2 separate regions of the Capsicum annuum genome follow, and region 1 is linked to region 2. A link is a contact called in public Hi-C data. All regions are on one chromosome and are shown on one strand. The core of a region is the stretch at or near the end of the contact, and the rest is flanking DNA. Distances in the headings are between cores, read along the strand shown.

Evidence for each region. A called contact is a pair of places that touch in the nucleus more often than the background predicts.
Region 1: a Hi-C map of pericarp shows a contact between it and region 2, with 6 times the contacts expected there. The contact joins two enhancer-like sites. A contact is called at or near these places in 4 of 5 Hi-C or Micro-C datasets (bud, leaf, pericarp and 1 more).

Annotation. Positions count from the first base shown.
Region 1 is chr6:165,605,958-165,611,451 of UCD10Xv1.1, forward strand. No RefSeq gene overlaps it. Among protein-coding and RNA genes, the nearest start is that of LOC124899915, 18 kb to the right of the region's middle. Within about 2 kb of position 3,389, at least 5 of the 5 cell types and tissues checked have an H3K27ac peak or open chromatin away from gene starts, as enhancers often do. A contact at or near this core is called in pericarp, where this site is marked.
Region 2 is chr6:165,476,263-165,481,483 of UCD10Xv1.1, forward strand. LOC107874935 (a long non-coding RNA gene) reads left to right here. Exons shown (of 4, transcript XR_001675650.2): 2 at 766-880; 3 at 1,029-1,055; 4 at 1,337-1,811. Among protein-coding and RNA genes, the nearest start is that of LOC107874935, 4.1 kb to the left of the region's middle. Within about 2 kb of position 3,164, at least 1 of the 5 cell types and tissues checked has an H3K27ac peak or open chromatin away from gene starts, as enhancers often do. A contact at or near this core is called in pericarp, where this site is marked.

The sequences.
Region 1 (5,494 bases), core at 2,139-4,638, 130 kb after region 2:
TAGTTCACTTGTTTTTAAATTAATTTGTTAAAATAAAAAATAAATAGTCCAGTTACATAATGTAGAGGATCAACCTTGAAACCTTTTCCTAGTGTATAGATGCATCTTTTTCACCCCGTTAAAGAAATGTCTTTGTCAAGGGGTGTGATCCAATGTTATTATGTCTAGATATCATTTTTTATGTATTTTAATAAATTAAGTGGCATAAACTAAATGAAATGCTATTTTACTGATAAAATAGGAATCATAAGGAAATAATTGCAAAATCAATTTTGATAAAGTTGTAAAAGTGAACACTAGTACAAAAAAAAACATAATCAACTTCTATAAAGATATTGATGTTTTGGTTCATGAAATCCCACATAATCAAACATATATACTTATACAGTAGTGTAGAAAAGGGCATATCAACATATATCTTTATTGGGGATATAATTTGTGAAGATTCTGGCAGAATATGTTAGGAATTGTTTGTGTACAAAGAATGAACTTAAACAATTAAAATGAAAGAACTTGCCTAAGATAATTTGGTCGTGTGTAATATAGACTATTAGATGCCCTTTTTTGTGTAAGTGTGACATATGAAAAGTTATCAAAAAAGATGGACCCGAGAAAATTCATTGAAAAAAGATGAAGGAGATTAGAAATATAGAAGTTAGTTACTCCACAAAACCTAAAATCTCTTAAAAACGTTACATATTTAGGTAAAACAATTTACAATGAGAGAAAGGGTCTAAATTGAAATGAACACGAATATAAAAAAAGTCATATAATTAATCCCAATTCATTTCAATAGTCATAAATAGTTTATTCATAAGTAATACTAATTAGTATATGTCCAAGTGTTCTTCCAGACTAAGAGAGTTGGTACAATATTGACTTCATATTGATTAGTTTAATCAATATTAGAATGAGATGGTATTGAGTAATGTAAAGTTGAACCTTTTAGTCTTCAAGCTACATTGATCTATATGTATGCTTGTATATTGATTCAAATCTCAGTTTCATTTTAAACACTAATATACATGATATACAATGTGATATACATTTATTATATGGTCGTGAATCTTTTAAACTTGTAAAGTGAATATCTTTTGAAGTTGATTATGGTTAGACAAGGTTATTAACTTTTTTGGATAAAACTTTTAGTAACATGACGGGAAATCAGATTCGCAAGAAATTCCATGTGAAATCAAAAGAGAGAATTGAGCTATATTACAAGCTAGCACGTTCCAAGCGAGTTAATCTCATCAAAAGAATTAACCAATCTCCGTATATTTTCACAAGTAGTATGTAATTTTTAGGACATTGTCATTTTTTCGTAGCACTTGCACCATATTTTGTGCGTCCCATATAACAGCTCATTTGGCCATGAGAATTTTTTTATTTTTTCGAAAAAAAAAAAAATTCTTTATGAAAAATGCAACCTCAAGTTGATGTTTGGCAATGAGAATTTCAAATAAAACTTGAAATTGTATTTGAAAAAGTGAAAAACAAAAAAAAATTGTTTTCACTTTTTTTCATCTTCTTTCTCTCACAAAAATTTAAAAATAACTCCAATTATATTCATGGACAAATACAACTTCAACTCTTAACATCAAAAATTTTAATTTTCATGGTCAAACGCCCACTAAATCTTTGACCAGCCATTTTGTAACGCACTTTTCAATGCTTGTCGAGTCGCTAGTACCCCAACGATGATAATCTTCAACAGATCTTAACGTCTCATATCGTTTCATCTCTTTCTTGTGACCACTGCTTCAGTTGTCATGGTAAAATATATTAAACATACAAAACTATAACTACAATGTCCATTTTTCCACTTTGAGTTTCCTTGAGAATTCGTCATTACTTTTTAAAGAAAAATCAGAATTGCATATCCAAATATATAAAAGATTCCCCAAAATTTGCATTATAGAAATTATTTGTCGGACATGGATCAGAAAGTAAGACCATCTCGTTCCTAAATACTTCATCGCATTAGTTTGCACCCTCTTAGGAAAAATATTAAGTGGAGACTAATCAGATTAATTTAGCTTTATCTATTTATTACTTCTCTCAATTTAATACTTAATTCTTTTACACTAAATTAATAATGTATCTTCATATTTATGACTACAAATAAAGATGAAAATAAATACTTATAAAATTATACCTTTTGATTTTTTAAAATGACAAGAACATTATAAAATATATATTTTTAATAAAAAATACAAATTTTATGGAATACATCTATTTTTAATTAGCATGACAAGTATTTAAAAACAGAGAAAAAAGTGTAGTATTTTTCTACATACTTATTTGACATTCTTAATTAATGCATTTGTTTAATTTAATAAAGTTAATATACTAAATTAACATTATATACATAACTTAAATAACTATTTGAATTTATACAATACATTAATTTTTATAAATATCACAAATATTAATATCATTTTTCAGGAAAATTTTAATTATATTTTATATACTAATTAACTTTATACCTTAAGCTCATTTTTAATTAAAAAAAACATGAGTTTAAACTTATTATTCAAAAAGAATAATTATGAGATTTATCTATATTTTTAAAAAAATCAATTTTACTCGCTATATTAAATTAAGCTTATAAAATAATTTTAAGACATTCTTTACAATTCAAGAAAAGTATTACCACTGTTATGAAATATAAAGTAAGTACAATAAAAATGGAGAGAGAAGAAAGAATTCTTGAAGGGTTCTTAAGTGGTTCTTTATAATGAAAAATGTTGACACCTAATTTTTGCTCTTCACTACCAAGTTTAGCCCTAAATTTCGTCGCTTTTAAATAAAATTACAACATTTATTTGATCCGAATAAAAATTCCCTCAAGTATTTATATAGGTAATTTGGTCGTCTTAAGTAACGATTATATGTTTTTGTATCCATATATACGAGATTGTATAATTTCGTTATATAAATAATTATTTTACAAAAATTACATTTTAATCAAGGGTTATCTTAAAAACTAATTCAAATGGTTAAAATTTTGATTCGAATATAATTTAGTCTCAAAAATAATTTATTTTGAAAAATATTTGTTTGATTTTATTAAATCAAGAAACTCGGGATTAAATTAATTGTTAATTTATTTCAAATTTTGATTCGATTTAGTCGATTCACTGAATTTGGACGTAATTGAAATTAATTAGACCACAATTGTAATACAACTGATAGATTAATTTACAATTTAGCTAGATTTTAAATTAAAATTGACTAATTTTTACAATTGAAAATACCCCAAAAACCCTCCACTCAGCCCTTTTCCATTTTTTATAGGCCACCAATTTACCCATTTTAATCTTCCACCTCAGCCCAACCTAAATCAACCCACAACCCAGCCCCCACAGCAAGGCCCAATTCAATAACAATTGTACCAGCCCAAAACAACCTGAATTTGTCCACTCAAGCCCACCTTTTAATCCTCTTTTCTAACATACAGAAATCCACCGACAACCAGAAACAGCGTACAACGTTAACAGCTTCCAAACAAGAACAACAGTGTAACAGCAACAACAACAACCCAGCGATATCACACTGTAACAGCAACGTTATCACAACAGCATCGAACAACATCAAACGCACACAACAGCTGTGCCAACGTCGTGTAACAGAGTAACGACAGCCAACAACGGGAAAAAACCCAGACCCCTCATTTATGATTTTGCCCTCTCGTACAGTCATTCATGGCTAAAATTCAGAGGGCTTTCATCTTTTTCAGTCTATTTCGGGCAAAGAAGTAACCCCCAAGTCTTTTCTTCACCTCTCTCACAGAAATTCAGTTTAAGTGGAATTCAAAAAACATCTCAAAAATTCAACCAAATTCACATTTTGAAATTTGAAAACCCTACCCCTCCCCCTCCCCCCTCCCCAATTTTCCCCTAGAAAGTGAGGGCTAGAGGGAAGAGGGGGGATTTTTGGGGAAAACGTTAGAGATTCTGGAGGCGCATGCTTCTAATCTCACTTAATCAAAAATTCTCGAAGAACATCCAAAAAAAAAGAATCAAAATTTGAAGGCCTGTTCAAAATTTCATTGATGGGAATCGAGTCTAGGTGGTAGAAGTTACATCGTTAAGCCCGTTTATCTCCGTTCGCTATTCAAAAATAGGTGACACTTCATCTCTGTTGCATTTTTCTTCTTCATATTTAAATATCATAATCTTGCAATAATTATGAGAGTGGACTTGTCTGGTTGCATTATTGTATGGTAATGATGATAGAATCAGTTGACATTGGGAGTTTATTCGATTACGTGCGAATTCTTGAAAAATTTAAATTTTTGATAGTATACTGGCATGTGGATTGTTTTGAAATTTATGATGGAAGTATCGTTCACCATTACGTCATGCTCGTGGAAAAGCTAAGGATGTCGTTTTCTTTTTTGGGTGTTTTATCTTTTCCGAGCTTGTGTTAAAGGCAGATTTGAATCAAGACAGTGGTTATATGATGTCCTGTTATGTAATCTAATTTGGGGGTGAGTCTGTGTAACATTCTTAGCCATATTTTCCCTCTTATATCAATCGATGTGCAGTTTGTCATTAACTATGGGGAGGTGAATCTTAATTAAAGGGATTGAGTTTCATATTTATTACTATGTAATTTTAAAGTAGTAGAACCTGATTTTTGGAGTAAACGGATTCATTGATCTCATTTGTGATTTGAATATGATATTGAGGAGTTTGAAAGTGTTTTAGTCTATTGAAAATAGAGGTCTTCTTTGTGAAATATATGGCCACTTGTTGAAATTATTGTCTGGAAACTACTTTTTTTTTTTTGCATGTTGTAGCAAAGTTTGGCATCAATTTGATTAGAGAAAATAGTAAAAGCTCCAAACTTTTACTCCAAATTTTAACTACATACTTATACTTTGCAAGGATTATGACCCTCCTTGAACTATTTTAAAATGGAATTATTACCCTTAAACGCTGACATGGCAAGAGAGTGTGTTTCACTTTCTTTAAAAGAGAGTGAGAACGAAAATAATTTCTTAAAAATTTATTTTTAATATTTCTTTAAATGAATATATATAATTTTAATTATTATTTTTATTTCTTCTTCATTTCTTCTTCTTCCATTCTTTTCTTCTTCAATTTTTCTTCTTCTTCTTCAATGGCATTCAAGAACTCATCAATGGCATTTCTTCTTCTATTATAATTATTATTTTTCTTTCTTGTTCTTCAATTCTTCTTCTTCATTTCTTCTTCCATTCTTATTCTTCTTCTTCAATGACATCCAAGAACTCGAATTATGTGAGAATGTTGAATCAATTCAAATTGAAAGTAAGTTAGATTTTTGCAAGAAAGAAAGTATTTTTCACTGTATTTTTATTTTTTCTAGAGAATCAATAAAAGTAAAAACTAATTATAGTGGTAGCTACCTGAAAAATTTGTACTCCGATATCGATGAAAACTAATTATAGTGGTAGCTGGAGAAACTTATTGAAATTTGGGGCTAAAGAAACAGCAAGATTGCTGGC
Region 2 (5,221 bases), core at 1,914-4,413:
CAGGTGTGTATATCAGTCATATTCCATTTCAATTCTCCTTATCTATGTGAAATGACTAAGCAACAAGTCGAGAACTATATATCAAGATCACAATGTTTCATATAATAAATGTGACATAGGTTTCATTCGACGTATCAATCTAAGTTGGTGCATAACATCTATTCTCTTTTGTGCCCCTCCGTTACACCATTTTTTGTGTCCAAAAGCGCAGTTAAAAATTGGTGTTATGCATATGGCATTGTTGTGTTTGTACCCACTCTGGCCAAAAGTTGGCTGCTTGCTTACCAAAATTGAAGGCTTCTTAACTTGAGAGTAACAACGATGGTCTAATAAGACATTACAATATTCTCTATCACCAGAATTCTTTGAAAAATGCTCTGAATTGCAAGCTTCAAGTGATGTACTGATATATATATATATATATATGTATTTCAGATCAAACCTTTGCTCAGGTATGTCTAAGTTATGTCTAAGCTGTAGAAATGTCTAAAGTAATTGATAACCAGAGTCTGCTTTAGAGTTTCAAATGTATTACACTATCAGAAACGTTGGAGGACCATTACTCTTGAGTGCAGCACATGAAAAGGCATTGAAATCATTTATTAGTAAGAGCTATTATTTTGTTTTCTTGCTAGAATATTTTTAGGTTGATAGCATATGGAGATGGATCTATTTACATGTTCTTACTTCTCAAGTTTGACATTAAAATATTTTTTGAGGACAATTACATAAGAATATTAATTAGGTGATTTTACTTTCATGTAGACCCAACCACCAAAAAGTCTACCGGCAACAACTATGGAGTTAAACAATATGTTGATATTCACATTTGATACAAGTATGATGAGAAGCATAGCAACACCTATACATGACCCTTAAGGTTGGTTTCTTTTCATTGTCTTTGCCGGATCTCCATACTTCAGTTTATTGATTCAAGAGGATCATAATTTTTTGTACTCCGTGTTCATATTATTAAATCAGGCTTGTTTTCTCAATGTGCTCACTCATTTTCATTCTTGTAATTGCAGATAAAATTCTTAAAAAGATTGGTGAAGGTTAGTCTAAATTTTCTTTTCCTGATTTACTATTTAATACTCACCTACTTTTCTTTTTAGTCCGTTTAAAAAAGATTGATCTCTTTTCTTTTTTGGCAATACGTTAATTTTAACCTTCCACATGGCATGTTTAGGACTACAAGATTAAAGGACATTTTGGTATATTTGACACAACTTTAATTTAAGGTCACAAGATTCAAAAGCCTTCTTTCTGAAACGGAGGGAGTATCACTTATGGTTGGCCATGAATTTTTTTTTTTCAATATTTTATAATTCACCAGGTACCTTTGGTCAAGTTCTAGAATGTTGGGACAGAGAGCAGAAGGGATTTGTTGCCATCAAATTATCCGAGGTATTAAGAAGTATCGTGAAGTAGCAATGGTAGAAGTCGACGTGCTTCAAGGAAGATATGATAGGAGTGGAAGCCAGTATGTCTTTTCTATATTGAATATACTGGCTCTTCATATAAATGCAATTTTGAATGTGATGGTTAAAGAAGTTCCCTCGTTGCAGTTGTACACAATTACGGAACTGATTTGATTATCGTAATCATATTTGCTTAGTAAGTACATTACTGATTTGTGGTAACCTGATATCCCCAGCTTTGCTAATTCTATGGGGACTTAAAGCTTGCAATGAATTTAATGGTTTTAACAGGTATTGGGTCCGCGCTCAAGCATGGCCATGCCCACCTAGTATATATATATTTTCTAATATATAAAAGAGTGAAGGAAAGTAGGAGGCGGTCATCATGCCTGCTTTCTTTGTGATTTTATTATATCACTTTTAATTAATTATTATATCTCATTTACATATTAAGAAATTAATAATATTTAATTAAAATATAAAACAAATATTTATGACATATTTGCTCCAACTGCTTCAACCGTAATTTTAATATTTCATTCCTAATTAATTATTATAGGCTATTTAAGTATTAAAAAAAATTAATAATATTAAATAAAAAGATAAAATAAATAAAAAATGATAAACTAACTATTGATGTTTTAAATTATCTTGACATCTTTTATGAGGTCCGTCTAAATTGTTTTCACAACTAATTTTATATTAATTTTGTTATATCACTTCTAATAAATTATTTCTTAATTAATTATTATATGTCATTTACGTATTAAGAAATTAATAATATTTAATAATTATTTATGATATGTCTGTTTCAATCGTGATTGTACTGTTTCATCTCTAATTAATTATGATGAGTCATCTAAGTATTAAAAAATAATATTTAATAAAAAGAATGAAATAAATAAAAAAATAATAAATTTACTATTGATGTTTTAAATTAACTTGACATCTTATATATGAGATCCGCTTATATTTTTTTCACAACTATTTTTTGTAGTAATTTTTTTGTATCACTTCTAATAAGTTATTATGAGTCATTTAAGACATGTCTATTTCGCGGCTTCAACCGTGATATTTGATTGACTTTCGAAATTATATAAGTGTCACTTAAATTGACATAGAAGAAAAAGTATTATAAAAATCACAATAATTAGAAACTTAAATTATTTTTAAAATATAATTGACTATTAACACTACAAAAGTCTGGACAAGGAGAGTATTATAAATTATAAATGGCTAAAAGCTTAAAATAGTAAATTATAATATCAAAAAATTATTATAAATTACAATAACTATCAACTTAAAATATCTAAAAAAATATTAATAATATAATTAATTATTAAAATTTTATTTATGTCACATAAATTGAGACTAAAAAATAACATATATTGGGCCCATGTTAGCACGGGCCTTTAATATCTAGTATTTGTAGCATGGGCCTTTAATATCACAGACCTTTGATATCTAGTATTTGTAGCACGGGTCTTTAATATCTAGTATATATATATATAGTTCATGTTGATTAACAAAAACTAAAATCTGTCTTTAATACGTACACTTTGTTAGGAGTCAATAAGAATTTTGGTCAACATAAAATTAGTGGAACACATAGCATATATAGTATATATATATTAAGTGCGCGGGTTGAAATTATAACAGTAAGCTTTTAAAGAATTCCGACCAAAGGGACACATGTTTATAAATAGCAAGTAAACGTGTGCTTGAAAGATCATAATAGGCATGTAAGGAACTTTGAAATGTGGCATAATTGACCACTGATTAAAATTCCTCTCCGCGCCCGACTGTGAGGGGTAGTAGCCAAAGGGAAAATAATATTGACCTTCGGAACATGAGGAAAAGAAAAAAAAAAAAACTGGACCCCAATCAATTTGGACCTTGTACACATCAGCTCACTAAACAACAAAATATTTCTTCCGTCTCAAAAAGAATAACTTATTTTTATTATTATTATTATTATATTTTAAAAAAAAAAAGATCTTTTTTTTATTTTAGAACTTTTTAAATTTTAATTTTAATTTTTCACATGACATATTTAAAATTATAAAATTAAAAAATATTTTGATATTTTTGACATATATTTAATTTAAAATTATAAAATTTAAAATATTTTTTATTTACTTAAATTTCATATCATGTTAAAGTCGATCATTCTTTTTGAAATGAAAGAACCATATGTATGCTACACCATTTCAATTTAATTATTTGACTTAACGTAAAGTGTAAAAAATAAAAAATATAATTAAACATGTGTTATTCAATTCAAAATATATAGAAAGCATCAAATGTCTCGTAATCACTTTAATATGTCAGAAAGTTAAAATTAACAAAACAGAAGCAGTCTTTTAAAATTGTCTAATTAAAAAATAAATTGAACCGGAGGGAATACTTGTTTGAGTCAATTCATATATTATGTTTAAATAGGTTGATTGTATATAAAATTTTAAAACACATATTTTTTAAAATTTGTGATTTGTTTCATGCGATACTCCCTCTGATCTTCATTGCGCATCTTTTTAGGGTGCCAGAGTGAACCACCAGATAAAAAGTTAGTTAATTTTTTTTTTTATTTAATTTATGTGACATATATTATATTTTTTATATTTAAATTATATAGATTTTGATTAATAATATAAAATATATTTTTCAGTGATATTTATATGAGAAAAATTATAATTAAATAATGTTTCATATAATTTTTAAATATTTAAATTTAATTTTAAAATATTAATTAATCTATATAATTTAAATTAAAATAAAAATTAGTTAAATTAATTATCCAAAAATGAAAAGTGCCATCAATTGAGATAGAGGGAGTAGATTAAGTAGTTTGACTACATCACCCTTTATTTTTGTCTTGAAAAATTACTCCTTTAGTATATCTTCCTACACTCCTCGAAAATGAAAAAAAATAAATGAAAAACCTTTTACAAAATTGTTTGTATAATCTATCGTAGCAAGAGTTATTTTGAAAGAAAAAAGAAATAATACTCATTTTTTTAATTTTGAGAATGACACCTATTTTGGACTATGTAGTATAATTTATTGTAGCAAGAGTAATTTTGGGAAAAGAAGAAATGAACTCCTTCCTTAATTTTAAGAATAACACCTATTTTGGACGATATTTAAATGGTCAGAAAATGACTTATAAAGGACAGGAGGACATAATGTCTAAATAGCTAACGAATTTTGAAAGATCTAAGAGATACATATAACAATTATGTGGATATAAAAGTTTGTCAGTGAAGATAAATAAAAGGTTTAAATTATGCATTTCTAACTATGAAAAACTATAATTATTTTCACATATTTTCTCTATCCATTTTTGCTCATCTAGTATTGGCTTAACACATTTCTTTAAGTAGAAATAAATAATATAACAATTTTATTATATCGCTTTTTGAATATGATAAATTTAATAATTTGAGAAATAATTATAATTAACAACAAGAATAAATTAGGAATTAAGGGGTCATTTAGTGGGAACAAGTTATTCTCGGATTAGTTATCCTAACATGTATATGGATAACTTATTCCATCACTATGATATAAATAGCGGGATAAATAATTTTGAGACTAATTAATACCTTCAACCAAACGTATGATAAAATAATCTGATATTTTATTTCAAAACTATTATATTTTATACCCAATACCAAATGACGTCCTAAAAAGGAAGCGGCTAAAGCACCACTTTAAGTCCTAAATATTAAAAGGCCCACAAATTTTTATCATCCTTGTTTGATTTTTATATTCCACTTCAAAATAAATTTGAAAATCAT